2 separate regions of the Mus musculus genome follow, and region 2 is linked to region 1. A link is a contact called in public promoter capture Hi-C data. All regions are on one chromosome and are shown on one strand. Each heading gives the region's core, a stretch centred on a gene start, on an enhancer-like site or on the middle of the called end of the contact. The rest is flanking DNA. Distances are from core to core; before and after follow the strand shown.

Region 1 (3,322 bases), core at 487-2,986:
CACGGTGCTGCCCACAGTCACGGTGGGTCTTTCCTATACCAGAACCTCATCTGAGGCCTCCCTCACAGAAGCGTCAAGAGATGTGTCACCAAGGCCACTCTAGTGCCTGTCAAGTTGACTATGAATATAAAGCATCATGCGAAGGCCCCTGCTTCTTATTATCCAGGAAATGACACAACATTCATCCAGAAGGCCAAGGGATAGTTAATTATTATAATTAGTATATTTAGCAATTATTCTAATAAAAAATCTCATTAGCAATCATTGTAATCTAAGAACTATGTGGGCTTTTTTTTTTTTTTTAATTCAGCTAACTCATTTATTTGGGGGCCGTGGCACACTTGTGCGGCCGGGGGATGACTTGGCAGGAGGAGGTTGTCTGTGTCCACTCTGTGGCTCCCAGGAATTGAACTCTGGTCTTCAGGCTTGGCGCCAAGGACCTTTACCTGCTGAGCCAGCATGGGAGCCACAAAAGAGCTATTTACAAAGGGAGAGTTTTGGCAAACTAACTTTTCCACAGAGTGGAGATCAATTCCTTGCCTCTCCTTAATTCTTTGCCGGTGCCTTATTTTCTTGATCCTAAAGAGATTTTTAATATATTTTGACAATTATTTTAAGAGAGAGAATGAATGTCTGTGTGTCAGTCAATACACTTGAGCATAGAGCCTTTGGAGATCGGAAGAGAGAAAGTGAGTGCAGACATGTCTGTGTGTTTGTGTGTGTGCAAGTGCATGTGTGTGTATCTGGGTTTGTGTGGGTTTGTGTGTGTATGTATGTGTATGTGTGTGTTTGGGTTTGTACACATGATTGCAGTGACCTCAGAGGTCAGAAGAGAGTGTCAGTCAGATCTCTCAGATCTCCGTCGGGAGCTGGAGCCACAAGCAGTTGTAAGTGTCCCACATGGGTGTGAAGAATGGAACATAAGTCCTTTGCGAGAGCAGTAGCCACTCTGAAACAATGAGCCTTCAGCCTTCGAGAGAACTTCTAAATGTCTGAGGAACAGGAAAGGTTAAAGCCAGGAAAGATGGCCGGCAGCTGTAACCCAGGCAGGCACTAAGGAGGTTGAGGCAGATGGGGTCTGAAGAGAGCTTGAGCTACGCAGGGAGCTTAAGGCCAGCCCGCCTTAGACCTTCTCCCAACCCCTATGAGAGAGTCCCTAAAGTAAGACTCAAAGGTAGCTGCGACCATATCTAGTCATAAAACTAAACTCTGGCAGCTAGAAGGAACCCATCCCCCTACGTTTTTATGTTTATTTGCTTATTTATTTTTGATTCTGTAAGATGAGTTTCTTCACATAGTCCAGGCTGACCTAGGATCTGCTATGTAGCCCAGGCTGGCCGCAGACTCATGATCTCCTGCCTTCTCCTTTGGAACACCAGAGCTGCAGGCATGAGCCCCGACTCCCAGCTGCTGCCAGGTTCCCTGCCTGGGAGCCTCTGTGGCTCTGACCCAGTCTAGGCACAGCCATTCCCTCATAACCTGAAGACATGGCCATCAGCGACGTGACACAGAACACAAGCCAAAGTGGCAAACACGCAGGACGGCCTCATGTCTTTTACAGACGTCAAGGGCTCTACACACATCTGGAAGTTCAGGCTTGGCCCTTGAGAACCGCGTACTCACGCGCTCCAGGAGGCAGACTGCGGCAGGATTGCCCCGGAAAGCTGTCGCAGTGAACGCATCTGCTATGAAGATTGGGAGCTTCATTTTCCTCGCTGGCTTTGTCTGAGGGCTCCCTGCCCTGCTCGGAGCCCGCTTCACTTCCAGCTGTTGAAAAATAAGTTAAAGTTTTACTGGTGCAGACGTGCAGTTAATGGTTCCCAGACCAAAAGCCAAACAACCGTGCCAATATGGTTACCTTTAGAGATACCAATCCTCTAACAAGTTTTAGCATTTGTATTGGATGTCCTTTGACCTTTGCAGAGTAGCTCAGTGAGGGGCAGGTAAGCACTTGCTTGGCACGCACAAAGCCCGGGCTCTATTCCCCATCGACCCTTACACAGGGCATGGTGGCACACATCTGTGATCCTAGCGCAACGAAGCAGAGGCAAGAACAGAAAGGCTCAAGGCCATCCTCGGCTACACAGGGAGTTCCAAGCCAGCCTGGGATACAGGAGACCCCGTCTCAAAGCAATAAAAGTTTACCAACTTACACAGTATATGAACATTTACTGTGCTTATTAATCTGACTGATAAAAAGCAATCATTGGGTTTTCATTGGCAGAAAACATCACGTCACCCTCTTCTTACCACATCTTAATTTAAAAAAACAAAACAAAACAAAAACTGGGTCTTACTATGCAGCCTTTATTGAACTGGATCTTAAGGCTGGCCTTGAGCTCAGAGATCTGCCTACTTCTGCCTTCCCAGTCCTGGGATTAAAGTCCCATGCCACCACAACCAACTTACCTTTTCCCCTTTTGAAATCACATAGCTGCTAGAGGAGCCCCTGGCACACCATATCTATTAAAGTGATTTAAGAAGTAATTACTGGGCTCACATCCAACTGGAGCGTGGAGGACAAACAGGAGGATTTGTTGTCAAGTGTCATCTGCGAGGACGTGTCTCCATCGACAGCAGAATCGTTCTTCTCACTGCGTTTCAGGTTGTTTATGCGGTTGTTTGGAGATTTCATTGTAAATCACCATTGTTCTATCAGATAGCAGGAGTCAGCACAGAAAGGAAACAAAGCTCCTATTTTGACACAGGTTCCCTTTTGCAAGGCTGGAATGGAGCCCAGGCCTCACACGTGACTGGTAAATGTTCTAGGTTATCTTGTTTACCTGATCTGTGGGCCCCGGGATCTTGACCTCGTTGGCCGTGACCTCTCTGTGGAACCTACACAGGTCTTCAGCCTCCTGCCCCGGCTGCTGAATAGCTAGGATTAGGCTCTGTCTCCCCCTGGCAGTGGGCTTCACAAGCTTGTGAGCCAGGCTCAGTGGAATCTGGAGACTGCAACAGGCCTGCCTTGAGTTCAAGGCCAGCCTTGGGATATGTAAAAGTAGCTTTTATTCACCTGTTGTAATTGTCATCTCAGAGGCTTACTGCCTCAGTCTGCTTACCCAGGTCTAGGCCTGGAAGCTTCTAGCTTCCATACAATCTAATTGAGGCCTAGAATGTTTTCAGCCTCTGAGACTGGCTGCTGAATAAGTTCACAACTTTCTTGTTCTCTCTGAATTCTAGCTGGCTGGTTCAACTCAGCTGTTCTGGCTCAAACTCTTCTCCCACCTGACTCTGATTCAATCTGGCTTCTTCTCAAGTCTCTGATTTTTCCCCCCTGTCTGGTGTCAAACTAACTCTGGCAATCCGTTCTAATCTTCTG
Region 2 (3,322 bases), core at 238-2,737, 250 kb before region 1:
AAGGTCATATTAAACTGAAGCCTTCATTGTGATCAATAGCTTGGATCAGTTTACATCGGAGGGTTTCTTTCTCTGTATATTTTGGGAGATCTAGAAGATTAAAACAGGTATGGGAAACCGGGAGATAGCTCTCACCACCTCCTGTTGACTGGATGACTAGTTTCAGACTCTTCATACCAAGAATGGGAATCCGATCACTACCTGTCAAAAATACTGCCAAGGAAAACAATTTAGACAACACAGTCTAGTTTTGCATTCATTATTTTAAAGGAAGTACTCAATACTTGATGAACAATGGCAAAAGCTTTTAGAAATCCTTTTTGGAAGAGCCATTTAGAAAACTGGTTAGTTAAGCTTTCTAAGTTCTCTCCTTTTCCATGTGGGTCCCAGGGACTGAACTCCAAGTCAGGCTTCCCTTGCTAAGCTGCGCTCCCAGCTCTCTCTAGTTCTCCAACGCTGTTTCTTTGACACAGGATCTCAGGCAACTGCAGACATCACTTGAGCTCTATAGATAAAGCCCACAACTATAAAAGCTCCAGGGGGTCTGACGCATGGCATACCCTTCTGGCCTTCCGGGATACCTGTATACATTATACTCGGCACAGATACAACATACATGTAAATAAAAATCTTAATAACAAAGACTAAACTGAGCTAATACTTTAGATTATTGTCTCAGAATATACTTACATAGAAATTGTTTCTTCTTCTCTAGTGGTAATTCATGAAACACTTCCCAAAAAATTTTTATCGTGGGATGGTCTGCCCAATACTCTCCTTTGTATTCTGTATTCTAAAAGTAATACAACCTTTTTTAGCATTAAGGAGTATTCCATGAAACCTATCATGTTAAGAGTAGGAATATTACAACCCTGGCATTTTACAATGTGAAGATACTGACTCCCCAGGAAGGAAGAACAGACCCGTCACCTTTGTAAGTAAGAGTTTACTAAAATAGTGAGAGGTTTATTAAACACAAACATGGGACTGGGTAAATGTTTCTTGTACTATTTTCAGGAAGACAAATCAGAATGTTTCTACTAATTTTTTCCCCCTTTTTATTACATGTAAGTACACTGTAGCTGTCTTCAGATGCACCAGAAGAGGGCATCAGATCTCATTATGGGTGGTTGTGAGACACCATGTGGTTGCTGGGATTTGAACTTCAGACCTTCGGAAGAGCAGTCAGGTGCTCTTACCCACTGAGCCATCTCACCAGCCCCTTTCCCCGCTTTAAAACAAAAGTGTTAAGAGCACCAAGGCTTTTCCCTTTCCTTTTTTTTAAACAATTTTCTTATTAGATATTTTCTTCATTTACATTTCAAATGCTACCAAGGCTTTTCCTTTTGTAGTCCTCTCCCACCATGGTCAAGCTTAACACTGGGATTTGGTAGAAAAACAGGAAACAAAAGCCTTAATTAAGCATGGGTAGAAAGTCACTCAGTCTTGGGCTAGGGTTCCTATAGCACGCCTCCCAATCACCTCACCAGTGCCGCCACACAGTGCACTGTAGGGCAGGAGGGGCAGGCAAGTGTCTACAATAAGCACAGCAAGGAGCTATAGGAAGGGCAAAAGCACACAAGGGCTAGATTTCCAATAACGCATAGTTTTGCTTTTCCACTGACAAGTAGAGATTGGTTTTTCCTTACCTTCTCCAGTTCTTTCCAATCATAATTTGTATTCCCAATAACCATAGCTTGTAATTCATTAGGCTGGAAGAGCAGAAGAACTTTTCCTCCACAGACCTTATGAAAGCCCGCATGGAAAGCATCAAATAAAGATGCCACTGATTTATTGAATATGTAATCCACATAGGCATCAACAAACTCCTGCCTAGAAATAAAAGCCAGGCATAGATGCACAAGTCACACGCACCATTTATGGAGAATACCCAATGCTTATCATTACATTTTTGCTCCTTCATTTCTTGCTACTTTCAACTAAACTCAGAAAAATGAGTATAGAGTTCAATGGGTAAAAAGAAACCAATCCCAAGCTACACTAAACCATAGCTAATTCCTTCATTAAAAATAAACCAAACCAAACAAGCAAACAAAAACATCTTAAAGATGATCTTGAAAGAATGCTTAATAGCTATTTCTTAGAAATATATATTGTATAGATTCCTTAAAAACAAAGGGACTGAAAAATCTACTTGTTCTCAGTAGGACGGAGCTGACCCAGGGCTCTAACTCCCTCCCTCTTGCCCAGTAGTTAGGCCAGACCAGCTGTTGAACTGAGTATTTTTTGATGATTTAGGAATACTTTGAAATTATATGATAGCCAGTTACCTTATTCTGAAAGTATTTTTCTTAAGAAATAGCCTAGAAATAATCTCAAGTGCCTTATAGACAGGCTTTAAAAACAAAACAAAACAAGCCCACAGGGTCTCTCAGAGACTACTAGGCTGTCCTCAAACTCAAATCCAAGCGCTTTTGCTTCCTGAGTTTTGGGATTAAAGGCGTGCACCATTGCCTGGCACTTTCTAAGACTGAGTTTAGTTCAGCATCTGAACTGCTGTTCTGCAAAATAAACTGGTGTCTTCTGGGTATTCCAGTCCATCACTGCTTTCTCTGATTTGCTAATCAGTGGCCATCATTTCCTTTCAAACCATGTTTGCTGTTGTTTCTTCTCATTTCTCATGTTTGTTTTGTTCCTTTACTTATAGGCGATTTCACGAGCAAAGGCACATTAAACGTTCAAATGTTATGGTGTTTGTTTGTTTGTTTGTGTTTGGACTATGAGACAGGGCATCATTACATAGTCCTAGCTGGATCAGAGACAGCTGCCTGCCTTTGCCTCCTGAAGTGCGCTACCATACACAACATACAATAGTGTTTTCTTTAAGTTGTGATGTTTTCAGTAATTTAGAAAATGCCTACTAACCCTGGTCACTTCGCTGAGTCCAGTGCAATCCACTTACCGATTCTGTCTATTAACAGCAGTGTCTGCCCCGTTCAGAACCAGCTCTTTTACTTCTGTTGCACCGAAGTTCTCAACTGTGATCTAGAAATTAAAAAAAAAAAGTAGCATCTCTCATTAAATATAGTCAAAATTATGCCACCAAGAGCCTACTCACAATTTTTGGGGGACTGAGGGGGGGAGTTTGAGTTTTTTTTGAGACAGGGTTTCTCTGTATAGCCCTAATTGTCCTGGAACTCACTTTGTAGACCACACTGGCCTCGAACTCAGAAATCTGCCTGCCTCTGCCTCCGAAGTGCTGGGATTAAAGGTGTGTGCCACCACTGCCTGGCTTTTTCTTTTTTTTAAGATTCATTCATTCATTCATTCATTTATTATAAGTACACTGTAGCTGTCTTCA

What was found. Promoter capture Hi-C pulls out the DNA fragments that hold promoters and counts their contacts.
Region 2: a contact with region 1 is called in a promoter capture Hi-C map of embryonic stem cells. The contact joins the enhancer-like site here to the promoter of Pbld1 in region 1. A contact is called at or near these places in 4 of 39 promoter capture datasets (the 3T3-L1 cell line, the HPC-7 cell line, cranial neural crest and 1 more) and 2 of 9 other capture datasets (adipose tissue and liver).

What each region holds. Positions count from the first base shown.
Region 1 is chr10:63,060,003-63,063,324 of GRCm38.p6, reverse strand. Pbld1 (phenazine biosynthesis-like protein domain containing 1) reads right to left here and starts at 1,736. Exons shown (of 9, transcript NM_026701.3): 1 at 1,624-1,736. The coding sequence starts at 1,707.
Region 2 is chr10:63,314,171-63,317,492 of GRCm38.p6, reverse strand. Herc4 (hect domain and RLD 4) reads right to left here. Exons shown (of 25, transcript NM_026101.4): 22 at 2,924-3,006; 23 at 1,650-1,833; 24 at 691-793; 25 at 1-213. The coding sequence ends at 5. Among named protein-coding and RNA genes, the nearest start is that of Sirt1, 23 kb to the left of the region's middle. Within about 2 kb of position 1,487, at least 1 of the 459 cell types and tissues checked has an H3K27ac peak or open chromatin away from gene starts, as enhancers often do. A contact at or near this core is called in embryonic stem cells, where this site is marked.